2 separate regions of the Mus musculus genome follow, and region 1 is linked to region 2. The links are chromatin contacts, called in public Hi-C maps. All regions are on one chromosome and are shown on one strand. Each heading gives the region's core, a stretch centred on a gene start, on an enhancer-like site or on the middle of the called end of the contact. The rest is flanking DNA. Distances are from core to core; before and after follow the strand shown.

Region 1 (3,416 bases), core at 544-3,043, 100 kb before region 2:
GATGCCTTTTCCCCAATCTCCCCCTTGTCTCAAGGACGTTCTTGAAGTTACTGGTATATCAACCTAGCATTCCTACCTCTTCTTCAATCCCAGTGTTGCGTGATTTCTCTCCCCAAACCCATGCTGACCCATTTCACATATTGTCTTCACAGCTCCATGCCAGAAATATAAGAGGTAACCAATAAACACTCATGAAATACAGGACAGTCTTGGCCAGAGTCTGGACTTTCAGAGTGCCAACAGAGAGAGCCTCTCCCACAACACACCTCCTCAGGCAGTCTTGCTTGGCCTCCCGTGAACAGGAGTGCTGCCTTGTGTCCACCTTGGGGGACATAGTAGCTGCACTTTGGGACTTAGGCTATATTGCATGTGTGTCTGGGGAGGACCTGGTTCCCTAAAGGGCAGCCTTGAGAGGCCAGGTGTACAAAGGAGTAAAGGCTCTGCTAGAGACACCAGGTACTTGTTCCCACCAGCATCACACGCAGCTTGTCAGAGCAGATCCCTGCTTGGCCTCGGAGCTGGCAGGTTCCAGGCAGAATGGAAGAAGCTAAACAGATGTGGGCTCCACCCTAGATCCAAATCCAGAAAAACAGCCAAGTCAATATATGCACAAGACTGTAAGCTCCTGGGCAGAAGATTCCAGGTTTACCTACCTCAAACTGCAACACCACAGGAATCAAGGATTGTGGTGACCCTTTTTAAATAAGAATAAATGTTTGGCCAAGGAGAGGTGGCTAGAGACGTTTACAGTGTGAACAGACACTAGGAAGTCAGTTCTGTAAGAATTTAAAGACTAACCCAAACTTAGTGGCAGAGGCCTGTAACCCCAGTATTTGAGAGGCTGAGGCAGGGGGATCGTGAGTTTTAGACCAGCCTGGGCTGCATGGCAAGAGCCTGCCTATACAAACAACAACAAAACTCTCGCTACTCAATCTGTACTGAACACATTTATTGAAAGCAGAGCACAGGGCTCATAAGAGAATATTTGCTTTATCAGTGCGTTTGTGGACTGTCTGGAAAAAAAAAAGGCACACTTGTAAGCTAAGCTGTGGTAAACGAGTTAAGTATTGCCGAGGGAGTAGACCACAGGGGAATGGGGTTGATTTATCTTCCCGATGAGAGGTTAGGAAAAGAGGGAGTCCATGGAGCCCCAGGCTGGGATGTCACAGGAGGCAGAGATCACGAGTCTCTAGAGATTCAAGGGCATGTGTCAGTATCTGTTGGGTCCTAGAGAGACCTCATGGCAGAGGCCACCATACTGCCAGACAAGAAGCCAGAGAGAGAATTAGACTTTCACCACAAACCACTGAAAAGTCCCTGAATCCCCTCCAAGTGAATTACCCCTAACAAACCACTGACCATCTCCGGGCCACTGCACTACTCTCAAATGTTCTATGTCATCCTTTACTGGCCCACTAGGGGGCGTAGCTTCCAGCATAAACCTTTAAGGGAACACTCAAACCACATTCAAACTGAAGCAGGCTGCATTTGTCACTCAAGACCGTGAGACATGGAGATGTAGCTCAGTCATACAGTGTTTGCCTACCATACGGAAGCCCCCATCACTGACAAAAAAACAAGAAGAGTAGTGGATAAGCACAAACCTATGTAGGGTCAGCCTATGTACGATAAGCCCAGAGTACAAAGATGAAAACGTGCCTGTCCTGAAGAATTACCTCATAAGAAAAGGCCGAGTAAATACTAGTCCTTCTATTTGTCTGATTTGCCGTAACAAAATACTTAGGGCTGGATACGTTGTAAAGAAAGGAAGGTTATATAGCTCACAGTTCCAGTATCTTAGGCAGCTGCATCTCCTGAGAGCCTTTGTGTTGTGTCATAACATGGCAGGTGACATCACACAGTGAGAGAAAGAGAAAGAATATGAATCATGGGTGCGTAAGGAAGCAATAAAGTGAACCAAGACCAGCACCACCCCCCATTTCCCCCACCCCCTCCCCATCGCCCCACCCCCACTCCCAATCCCCCAGCTACATAGAGTTCCAGGCCATCTTGGACCATGTGAGATTCTGCCACAAGAGGGCCGAGCTCTGACACTATTTTTTTCAGAAACTCGCCTTTTCTTGCTGAAAATATAGTAGTCAATGTCAACAGAATACACTTCCTGGGCTGAGTAACGCCTTCTGTGGGCGCTTGGGGGAAGAACAAGGGCCCTGGAAACAATAAGGTTCTTGGCTCCGCCCCCTTCAGAGTCCACAGTGAGGGCCAAGGCTTTTATTGCCCTGGTTCCAGTTTTCAGTGTTTCCTCTCGATTAAAAGCCCCCTGGCTGCCCAGGATTGCCTGTAATGACAGTAAACGACTACAGAGACTGTGAAGCAATCTTTTCACATCTTAAGATGCAATCTGTCTGGCACAGCCCCTGGCGGCCTGAGTTCACGGCAAAGCTATTGTGGTGTGCGTGGGGGCATTGGCTTTGGCTCCCCCCCCCCCCTCGGTTTCCCACACCCTCTGAAATGACTGAGATTTCTGTCAGATTTCTCGCCTATGACAATCCTCATTAACTCAGTCATTTATTAGTAATAAATTAAAAAAAAATCGTTGGCAACTGTCTGCCCCTAGGGTCACAGTAACTCAAGTCCCCATGACCAAAACTGGGTGGCAAAGCTTGTTTCTCCTTAGCGGGTCTGCATTCATCCAGTGCAGTTTCTCGAAGACACGCACACACGCTGTAGCAACAATGGCAGTGACCATGAGTTCCCAAGCCCGTTGCCTAGAAACCACTCCTTGTTTCTGAAACTAATTTAAACATGAGAATTCAGCTTGTGACTCAGGCCAGCCATGCATGGCATGGTTTTCTCTCTCTCTCTCTCTCCTTTCTTCTTTCACATCACAAAATAATACATGCTTATTCCAGAAAAAAAAAAAAGAAAAATATGAAAACAAACGATCTAGAGGCACAAAAAGTCTCCTATAATCTCATTATCAGAGACAACCACTGTTGTCTCTTGGGGATATTTTCTCTTTATTTTTACTTTTCTTGGTTTTTTTTAGTGGTTTGCCTGTGTGCATGTATGTGAACCATATGTGTTCCTGGTGCCCTCAGAGGCCAAAAGAGGATGTTGGGCCCCTTGAAGTTATAGGCAGATGTGAGCCATCATGTGGGTGCTGAAAACCAAACCCCAATATTCTGCAAGAGCAGCTGGTGCTCTGAACTGCTGAGCCATCTCTCCTCCCTTTGGGGTATTTTCTTTTACGTCTCTCTTTATTATGCGCATGGTAGAGGCAGGGAGAGACTGAACATAGCTGACATTTGACAGTGAGACAACCTGTCTGTGGAGTCTCGTTTCTCCTTCCACCTTTATCCAGAACCTCTGTGCCATCTCTCCGGCCTGGAAATATTTTCTTCCTCCAAATTCTGAACATTGTTAAGAATAATTCTGGCATTTACATCAAGATT
Region 2 (3,717 bases), core at 929-3,428:
TGCTGTCCCGTCAGAGATGATAAAAAAGAACCTTCTACTTCTTTGCTTCCTCGCCTCCCTTGCAGCTAAGCGTCCATGTCACTCAGTTCAAGTCAATGAAACATGGAGGAAAATCTTCTTGCTTCTTTTTTCCTAACCAGCAGAACCAGGCGATGTGGGCAGGGGCCCTACCTTTTTTTTTTCCCCTTGCTTTGAGGGCTAAATTAGATGTGGAGTACCAAGGGCTGGAAAGCCAAGAGTCCTGCAGAGACAGCAGAAGCCTGGCCTTGCTGACCACCTCTTATGGTTTTTGTTTGTGAGAGGGTGAAATGGCTTAATTATGTAAGCCATGTTTCCTTGTTCTCATCACTGAAACTGAAGGCCTGTTAATGATGTAGTTAAAATAGGAAAAAACAATATCAAATAAGAAAGATTTGAAGTTGATGATACCAATATCTTGTAAAAATATAAAGAACCAGGGCTGAAGAGATGGCTCAGAGGTTAAGAGCACTGACTGCTCTTCCAGAGGTCCTGAGTTCAATTCCCAGCAACCACATGGTGGCTCACAATCATGTGTAATGGGATTCAATGCCCTCTTCTGGTGTGTCTGAAGACAGCTACAGTGTACTCATATACATTAAATAAATCTTTTCTAAAAATATATAAAGACCTTAGGCAAACGCCAACCTAAATAACCAACAGTGTAGATACTGGGTTGTTGTACAGGTTGGGTTTGGTTGCTGTTGTTTTGTTTTGAGTCAAGGTCTTACATAACCCCGGCTGACCTTGAGCTCATAGCCAAGGATGGCTTTAATTTTCTGATTCTCCTGCTTCTACGCACTTAGTTAATTTTTGAGACAGGGTCTGATGATGCCACCCTGGCTGTACTGAAGCTCTCTGTATAGCTCAGTATGGCCTCAAGCTCACAGAGATCCTTCCATCCACCTGCCTGTGCCTTCAGAGTCCTGGGATTAAAGGTGTGCGACACTGTGCCAGTCACTGCTTGGCTTTTGTACCCCTCCACCAAGCCACTGCCCGACTGCCAGAAGCGTCCCCAATGATGGCAACTGTTCTCCTATTCCTACCATCCTCCTTTGGTGGTCAAGTTTGAACAAGGACCTTGGACCTTGAAGTAAAAGCCACAATCACACTTAAGAGAACAGCTCCCTACAGCTTGTGCCACGTCTGTTTTTTGCATACCGTGTTTTCTTTTTTCCAGGAAGAGAGCCACACAACACACATTGTTTTGCAGTTTAGTTTTATTTTATTTTAACCAACTGACACAGGGCAGGTATCTATCTAGTCCTGGAAAACTGAATAGCCACATCGTTTGAGCTGCATGATACCCCATGATAGGAAAGGTGAAGTCCGTTTACCTGTCAATTCACGTTTTAGCTTTATGAAGCCTTACACACACAGACACACAGACACACAGACACACACACACACACATATGTGTGTGTGTGTGTGTGTGTCTGTGTGTGTGTATGTATATATATACATACACACAGTGTATATATATACTGTATATATACGGTATATATGTGTGTATATACTGTATATATATGTGTATGTGTGTGTATATATACAGTATATGTGTGTGTGTGTGTGTATATATATATATATATATATATATTGTAACGTTTGAATAGAATTGAGCATGAGGAGTGTTCCTGTAGAAACCTCAAGGAAGCTGTTTTTATTTATTTGCCTTTGGTTTCCTTAACTGGTAAATGGGGTACCTGACACATTATTAAGAGAATTAATGAATCAGTGAATACCAGCCACCCTCTGTGCAACTCAGTATTTCAATAAATGGTAGCTACTGTTTGGGCCACTATTTTGGTGATTTTAATGACAGTTTTCCAAGATGCTTTTGTATTTAAAGTAACCCATAAGTGAGTCCCTCACTCACGTACACAGCCCTTACAAATGATCTTAAGCTTTCTATCACCCGCTCATCGTGATCGGAATGAAACTCCCCAGCTGAAGACAGCCAGAAGGCTGTAAACAAGAAGGGCAGAGAACCATACAGGAAATCAAACCGAAGTGCCAGCTGCAGACACTCGGCAGACTCTAAGCAAACAGAAGATCGCAAGCAAAGGATTCTGGGTTTTCATTATGAACCTTGCCAGTGTTGCAGCTCCCGAGTCACTGGGCAAACCCATCTGGTCCCACCCCACCCAAATCTGCTGTTCCTGTGAGAAGGCAGAGGGCTCAGCTCTGGAGCCGGCCTCAGGGCGCCCCTGCTGACCTCTGCAGGTTAGTCTTGGCCGACTTTGTGCTGTTACCCCTAAGAGCTTGACTCTTGTGGAGCACACTACTAGCACAGGGAGACGGTTCATTGTTTCCACGCTGAGAAAAAAATGTATTATGGCAACAATCATTGAAACTCAACAGAAAGCACGAGCTGTCTTCAGAACCACGAATTCTCCTTAGAGTTCTTCAAGCTTTTCCAGAGGGGTGAACCTTTCTAGTTCAGAAAGCTGGAAGGTTCGGCCTGTAAGGTTGTTTTGTCTTGCTTTGTTTTGTTTTGATTAGAAATATGCTTTTTTTTTCTTTCAGTTTTTGTTTGTTTGTTTGTTTGGCTCTTCTTGTCAGAGTCTCCCAAAGTTTTCCAGGGCTGGACTTAAATTTATCATACAGCCTTGGCCTCAGAATGGTGATCCTCCTGCCTCAGTCTCCTGAGTAGCTAAGATTACAGGCTTGCTAACAGGTCCAACAGTTGTACATATTACTGAACAAAGAGTTCACCTCCACGTTAATTTATCCTATGCTTTTTATTATTTTATGTTATTTTTTAAGTTAAGCATTTTCATAAATTAAATACTTGATTTTTTTTCTTTTCCTTTCCTCCTAATTCATTGTAAACACATTTATTTGAAGCAATTTAATTTGACTTTCAAAGGACAAATTGATCCCAGAAAAGACCAAAGCCATGTAAGGCTTCTACAGTAGAGCTGATCTCTCTCACAAACCTCTTGCATGAGATGCTAGAGGAAACGAGAGACAGAGCTAAGAGCATCCTTAGAGAACCCTGTCCTAGCCTTTGCAGTGAGAACTCAATGCTAGAAAGTGCAAGCACTTGCTCAGCACATCGAGCCGGGGCGACAGTCCCATCAGTAAACTGCCTGCCATGCAAGCCCAAAGACCTGAATTTGATATTCAGAACCTCTGTACAAAAGCCAAGCAGTGACTGGCACAGTGTCGCACACCTTTAATCCCAGGACTCTGAAGGCACAGGCAGGTGGATGGAAGGATCTCTGTGAGCTTGAGGCCATACTGAGCTATACAGAGAGCTTCAGTACAGCCAGGGTGGCATCATCAGACCCTGTCTCAAAAATTAAACAAAGAACAACAAAAGTCAGGCGTTGTGGTGTTCGCTTGTAATCCCAGTGCTGGAGAGGCAGAGACTGGAGGATCACTGCTCAGCCAGCCTAGCCTACTTGGCAAGCTCCAAGCCAGTGAGAAACCCTGTCTCAAAACAAAACCAACAAAAACCAAAGTGGGCAGCATCTGAGGAATGATATTAGAGGTTGTTCACACACAGGAGAGAGAGAGAGAGAGAGAGAGAGAGAGAGAGAGAGAGATTCTCACATGAGTCTGCTTGCATTGAATAAGAAGTCTTTAAAAACAAAGCAACAAAGGCTTGCCTGCCCCTCCTTCTTCCTCCCCTTGCCTTGCTCTTCTCAGCCTTCTCCCCCCTCTCCCCAAAGCCCCCATTGGTTTGTCTCCTTC

The links. A called contact is a pair of places that touch in the nucleus more often than the background predicts.
Region 1: a contact with region 2 is called in a Hi-C map of pre-B cells, with 2.8 times the contacts expected there. The contact joins the promoter of 4930480C01Rik here to the enhancer-like site in region 2. A contact is called at or near these places in 16 of 39 promoter capture datasets (the 3T3-L1 cell line, the C10 cell line, cranial neural crest and 7 more), 5 of 15 datasets of contacts at CTCF or cohesin (CD8 T cells, the NIH/3T3 cell line, embryonic stem cells and 1 more), 116 of 484 Hi-C or Micro-C datasets (the 63-12 cell line, 8-cell embryo, B cells and 55 more), 35 of 115 datasets of contacts at active chromatin or transcription factors (the 230-238 cell line, CD8 T cells, DN3 thymocytes and 20 more) and 3 of 9 other capture datasets (adipose tissue, embryonic stem cells and liver).

What each region holds. Positions count from the first base shown.
Region 1 is chr5:65,949,720-65,953,135 of GRCm38.p6, reverse strand. It overlaps 4930480C01Rik (a long non-coding RNA gene), which reads right to left and starts at 1,793. Exons shown (of 2, transcript XR_376988.3): 1 at 1,677-1,793; 2 at 929-1,258. It also overlaps a transcript of Chrna9 not described here.
Region 2 is chr5:65,849,377-65,853,093 of GRCm38.p6, reverse strand. All of the region lies in intron 1 of Gm3521 (predicted gene 3521), which reads left to right. Among named protein-coding and RNA genes, the nearest start is that of Gm3521, 7.0 kb to the left of the region's middle. Within about 2 kb of position 2,178, at least 53 of the 459 cell types and tissues checked have an H3K27ac peak or open chromatin away from gene starts, as enhancers often do. A contact at or near this core is called in the 230-238 cell line, the 63-12 cell line, B cells and 19 more, where this site is marked.